Regions from separate parts of the Zea mays genome. Here region 2 is linked to region 1. Evidence: chromatin contacts called from public Hi-C data. All regions are on one chromosome and are shown on one strand. The core of a region is the stretch at or near the end of the contact, and the rest is flanking DNA. Distances in the headings are between cores, read along the strand shown.

Region 1 (2,940 bases), core at 224-2,723:
TGCTCCGTCCGAATCGCTACTCCGCCGCGCTTCTCATCACCGTCAAGAGATAGTCAGACAGTTCCAGCCCCCTTTCCACACGCACACTCCTCTCCCTTCCTCTCCTCCGCTTCCATCCCTGGGCTGTGCGCTACTACTCCCCCTGCTGGCCGCTGCTCTGCTCTCACGCATGTTTTCACATCCAAGCGCCTGCCCCTCGCCCTCGCCGCCACAGTGGTAACCCGGTAAAGAAGAAGCTTTGCTCTCTCCCTGGATGAATCGCTTGCTGTTGCTCTCTCTCCCCGGCTAAGTCGATTTAGCTTCTCTTCTCGCTCGCAGATCCATGCCGGGCGGCGGCCGCTGACTTGCTGCTGTTGGCTTCAACGGCCGCAGGCAAAGGTACTTCTGTTCTGCCTTCTATTCTATCTCCCTCTACCCCCGCCGACATTTTGCCAAGCGCTTGCTATTATGTTATCTCAGGAATGGCGCGGGCGCCGGCGCCGGCCGTGCCGTTCCAGTTCCCTCTTCTCATCTTTCTTCACTCGCGCCGGCCTCCCACACAAGTGTCGTCCCGTAGGCGGTAGCGCCACCCACCAAAACCCAAGCACTTGCCACCTGACCTAGTCGGAGCCGGCGCCGTAATCAAAGGCGGGAAAGAAAGGTTGAGAGAAAGAGCGGTCAATTGAAGGCTGGTTACTCTGGCCGTGAACCATCAGCGCGCTGCTGTACGTGCTACGCGAGTGCTTTGTCTGAAAAGAACAGTCAAATTCCGGCCTTTTTACCGCTGCAGCCTGCAGGTGTGCTCTGGTTTTTACTACCCGCCTCCTCGCCTTTTCAGGTCGTCATCGCTTTCCGGCAGCCCGTTTCATTGGGAAAGCGACGACGAGGCGAGGCGAGGCGACGGCCGCGCCCTGCCCCAGCCGTGCCGCACTAACCGAGTAACCGACCGACGCTTGCCGTTGCAGCCCCACCACGCGCAAAAAAAAAAAAAAAACCGCACGTCCTTCCCCTCCACAGTCCACGGCTCCACGCCTGCCCAATTTTTGTCCAGCCCATTGGGCAGTTCCTTTCCTCCACCAGTCCCCCCAGTTCAAATTTCAAACGCCTCCGCACGGTCGCCGCCGCGCTGCGTCGTCGTCTCCTCGACCGCGGATCCCCTGATGCTCCTGGTGCTGTAAGGCGCGGTACGTCAGGACGGCTGCTACCAGTGGAGGCCGTTCACGGTCGGCTTATCAGGACACTATCATTAGCCGCATCTAATTGCAAGATTACCTCCTTCTCGTCCGGCTACAGTGTACCTCCTTTCTTTGATGGCCTAATCATTAGGCTATCTCCAGCCTCCCCCTATCACGAAAAGGCGCGTTGCGAGACCCCTGGTGTTTCGTGTGCGTTGGGAGCTCGGAGCTAGCTCCGTGTCCGGCCGGGGTGTGTGGTGGCGCGTCGCGGCAGTAAATAAATTAAAGCTGGGCTTCTTTTCTGCGGGCGGTCGCCATGCACGCTGCCCCGTGATTATTGCGCTTGGGAGTACCGGTAGACAGTGAGCGGTAGGGGAGAGGACTCCACAGTGTTGTGCCATCTATCTTTGCGAGATCGCAGCGCATTTATTTTTTTGCAGCAGTTTGCGGTCTGACGACCGGCCCCCGCCTCCTCATTCATCAAATCCTGATGCTATACGGTGGGGTTTCGCCTCTTCATTCATGTCTTTCAGTTACTGCTGGTAGCGCTAGCGCGGCGCGGCGGCGGCGGCGTAGGAGGAGGGGTCGGCGGCGGAGATGAGGATGAAGACGCTGGCGTGCTGCCGGCGGCGGCCTCAAGACTTCAGCATCGATATGGACCAAGAGCCCGACAGTAAGCAAAAACTCCCTCCCTGCCCACAAGATCCTCCCTCACCCCTGGTTCTCCCTTTCTTCCTGCATCAGCGCAGCGCAGGCTTATGGTGTGCGCTAGTTATCAGTCGTTGGGCTGTTCAGCCTGCCCCGTACCTCGGATCTCTTTTATAAACTTAGATTTTTAATCTAGATTCTAGGGTCTACCAAACTTTATTCACTAGTTTTTTTAAAAACAAAAATATCCAGTAGCTGTTCGCCTGCCCAAAATCGCACACAGGAAGATGAGAAGCAAGTTTGTTCATATAAAAAAAAGGATACACATTACTACAGCCTAGAGGCTAGAGAGGCACGGCACCGTGGGCGCGAGGTTACGGCCGAAGTGACCATTCACCAGAGCCCTACAGTGCCACCAGAGCCCTACAGTGCCCTCTCCCCTTGATCAGCGACTGCAGCGCCGCGCCGTGCAGGCCGTGCTGTGGGCACTGGGAACGTGCGAGTAATGGGGGTCACGGGAAGATCCCAGGGCACTCAAAGGAGCAAGCAGCCACGCCCACGCGGCCTCGTGCCACCTGATGCGACCGGCGGCCGGCCCGGCCGCACCACATGTTCGCATTCATAGCTGATGGTAGCCTGCTCCTTCCATCGCAACAGCCGGTAGACCGTAGACTCCATGAACCCTTTTTTTTCTCTTTGTAACTCTGACGGGCATTTGTTTGCCTTTTCTTGCTGGCTCTCCATGGATCTCACAATCGAACCAGAGTCCCTCTTGCTACTTCCGATTATCTTTAGATTAGAGTTCGTCAGCACTAAGTAGCAGGTTTGTAAATATACTTGTACAGATCAAAAGCGGTCCCCCGGCTGTTTTCTGCAATGTCAGGTGCGGGCGGTGCCGCATCCATGGCCCTCATTGACTTTGTGCGCAAAAGACTAGCCGGTAGCGTAGTGGAGCGCTGCTTTTTAGACACTGCGCAGGGGAAAGGCACCCCGTCGTTTTGGACTTATTACGTTGTTGCAAGAATCTTGCGACTGAACAATTCTCAATGGCATGCCATGTGTGGGCTACTGGGCTAGCCGGCTAGTTGACAAATTGCAGAATAAAACCCTACAGTACTGTGATTTCAAAATAAAGTAG
Region 2 (2,940 bases), core at 142-2,641, 250 kb before region 1:
CCTCTTAAACAACTAGTAGAACCCAAAGAGGCATGTAGAACTTACACTGGGTCGACGTTTGATTGGAAATTAGAAACTTACACTGTGTTTGGTTTGTTCAATGAAGTGGTCCATCATCACTCCACTCTCTAATTTTTTGTCTGGTTTGTGAAATGGTTTTGGAAATAGAATAAGTTGATCCATCACTACCTCATTCTTTATAATATAATAATTAGTACTAGTATGAAAAATGTAGTAAATAGTAATTCCCCTAAATTTGAGGAACGGACTCATCCTCAAACCAAACAATCAAGCATCCCAAATGTTAGACATCAACCTAAGTATCTCAGCAACCTGAAAATTACTAATACCTGTAAAGCAAGATAAGTAGCCATACATAGACAGTTCCCTATCAAGCACAGCACTCCAATGTGCCAGTTTTCCAGCCCAAAGGCCATGAACAAAGATATTAGAGGTCCGGCAGGCTCAGGCTGTGTCATGTCAGCTATAACACCATGACTATAAACATCAAGCTCAAGCTCGCTGCTACCAAACACAGCTGGGCCTCTATAGAGCACCATGAGAACGGCTCCCAGCACACAAACGACTGTGCCACCTATCTTGGCTCTGCCCTCGTTTGAGATCAAGCTCACCGTTTCGGTCCTGAAACACACGGGGTGTTTTAAGTTCAAAAACAAGTATGAGTGTGAATTTGTGTAGAGTGTCGCGATTGAGAGACTGACCCCATGATAAGGGCTAGGATGAAGGTGAAGGCAGGAATAGACGGCTGAATGGCGGCCGCGTAGGTGGGGTTAGTGTAGCTGAGGCCAAGCAAGAACAGCAGCTGGTTCCCAAAGACGCTGCAAACCAAACAAAGAAAGCCTCAGAGCACGGAATTCCGCAGGCAAAACAGTAAAGCACTTCGTTGCGGAAGAATCCCCTTTATTGTAGCTGACTTGAGTGAGCTGATGGCTTTACCCAGTGAGCCCGAGAAGGAAGAATGAGCCGACGAGGCGCCGGGTGAGAGGCGGCGGACGCGCCTGCACGGACGAGATGCGGTGCTGGAAGAAGGCGAGCGGCGCGAGGACGGAGAGGGCGAGGAGGTCCCGGAAGACGCAGAAGACGACGCGGTTGACCCCAACATTGAGCGCCTGCTTAGCGATGACGTGGTACCCGGCGTAGACGAGCTGCACGCCAACCATCGTCAAGTGCGCCCGCCTCCCTTCACCGTCCCGTTCCCGCGCCGCCATCCCCCGCCGATCTCGATCTGTCTCCGCCTCCGGTGGGCGGTCGCCGTCCCTTGCCCTTTGCCGAACCGCCGCCCACTTCAATTCTCGTGGGCTAAGCTTGCGTTGGTCTACTCCTCGTCGTCCAATGGGCTGGTCTATATGAAAGAGGCCGCTATTTTCCTTCCAAATTTTCTAGCCCACGCTTCGGCTAATCGCGTCAGGTCCATTGGGCTCGTCTGTGCTGTGCCCACGTCTCGGCTAAGCACTTAGAGCATCCAACGGTATCTCAAATTAGCAATCTATTTTAAAGTGTCATATCTTTGTTTTCTACATCAAATACAGTTTACTGTCTAAAATAGATGATTTAAGATTTAACAGTTAAAGCATCTCCAACAATAAGTTGAACTGGAGTCATAAAAAGTGAAACATGACCGTGTTTTTATAGTATTTAGGGCCTCAAAAGAAATATATCTCTACTCCAATTGTTTGACTTTAAATAATGTTAGTTAGGAAATAAATCATGTTATTAGGAAATAAATGGTTGGATATTAAGAGAAAACAAGGATACCGTTTGATGAATTTTTATAAAATAAGCTCGTTGTTGGAAGGGTGTTTTATGATTCTAAGCCATATATTTTAAAATAGAGTCACGTTTAGAGCCTCTCTTGTAGATGCTCTTAGAGTCCAGAATGTTTTAGTGCCCTAAACATGTTAAATGATATAATATTTTTATTTTTTGGCACTATTTTGAGGCACCTTATGTAAGAGCATCTCCAACAACGTGACCTATAAAAATGCCTTATAATTTAAAAATAAGTAAATTTTATAGAATTTAGGGCACCAACAAAACACCCCACTCCAACAGTAAAGCCCCAAATCTAGATTATAGGGCAGCCCACTACGGTGTAGTATATTTGAGGCACTTGAGAGAGTGCCCTATAGTTTTTTTATAAAATTTGTTGAATTAAGGCACTGTTGGAGTGTTTTTTCCTGTATAGAGCCCTATATTTCGATTTGAGGCATTAGTTTGAGGCATTGTTGGAGATGCTCTAAGATGCTCTTACCTACAGTCACTTAATTTGCAAAAGTTATGGTATACTGAAGATATCAAACTTGAATTCAGATTGCAATATAAATGGAAGGCATATAAAGAATTAAAGACTATTTCTTGTCACAACAGTGGATTATAATTTGCTCAGCCTATGACTAAAAAAATCTTTGGTTGTTCTCTTATGCGCAGACAAAATCCAGTTCTTAACTGGCCCTGCGTCATGTCCTTTCTGGGACAGGGGGAAGATGCAAGGAACAATGGTTGTATGAGTAGGGAGGTTTGGTTCTAATATATCCTTAGCGTGAGGTTTTGGTGTAGCCGAGGCCAAGCAAAAACAGCAGCTAGCTGGCATAGACGCTGCAGACCAAGCACGTATACATCAGACAAAGCAAATTTGTAAGCCACGAGTCCACGACATCACAACTGGTTTCAGATTCAACATTGCGCCAAATCGAGTGAGTGGTGTGAGACCGAGAATGAAGGAGACCAGGAGGTTCCAGGTAAGGTAACAGGTGGCACTGTGGCAGAGACTTGTCGTGCGAGCCGCGATGTTGGAAGACGGTGAGGAGCGTGAGGGCGGCGACTTGGCGAGGAGGCCACGGATGACGCAGAAGACGACGCGGTTGACCCCGACACTGAGCGCATACTTCGCGACCACGTGGTTCCCGGCGTTGATGAGTT

What was found. Hi-C and Micro-C count contacts between places; a contact is called where the count stands out from the background.
Region 2: a Hi-C map of leaf shows a contact between it and region 1, with 4 times the contacts expected there. The contact joins the promoter of LOC103627609 here to the promoter of LOC100191505 in region 1. A contact is called at or near these places in 7 of 25 Hi-C or Micro-C datasets (bundle sheath, ear, endosperm and 2 more).

The regions. Positions count from the first base shown.
Region 1 is chr5:208,550,384-208,553,323 of Zm-B73-REFERENCE-NAM-5.0, reverse strand. It overlaps LOC100191505, which reads left to right and starts at 1,473. Exons shown (of 8, transcript NM_001136937.1): 1 at 1,473-1,523; 2 at 1,688-1,827. The coding sequence starts at 1,752.
Region 2 is chr5:208,801,576-208,804,515 of Zm-B73-REFERENCE-NAM-5.0, reverse strand. LOC103627609 (WAT1-related protein At5g45370) reads right to left here and starts at 1,391. Exons shown (of 6, transcript XM_008647903.4): 1 at 958-1,391; 2 at 723-839; 3 at 351-642. The coding sequence starts at 1,229.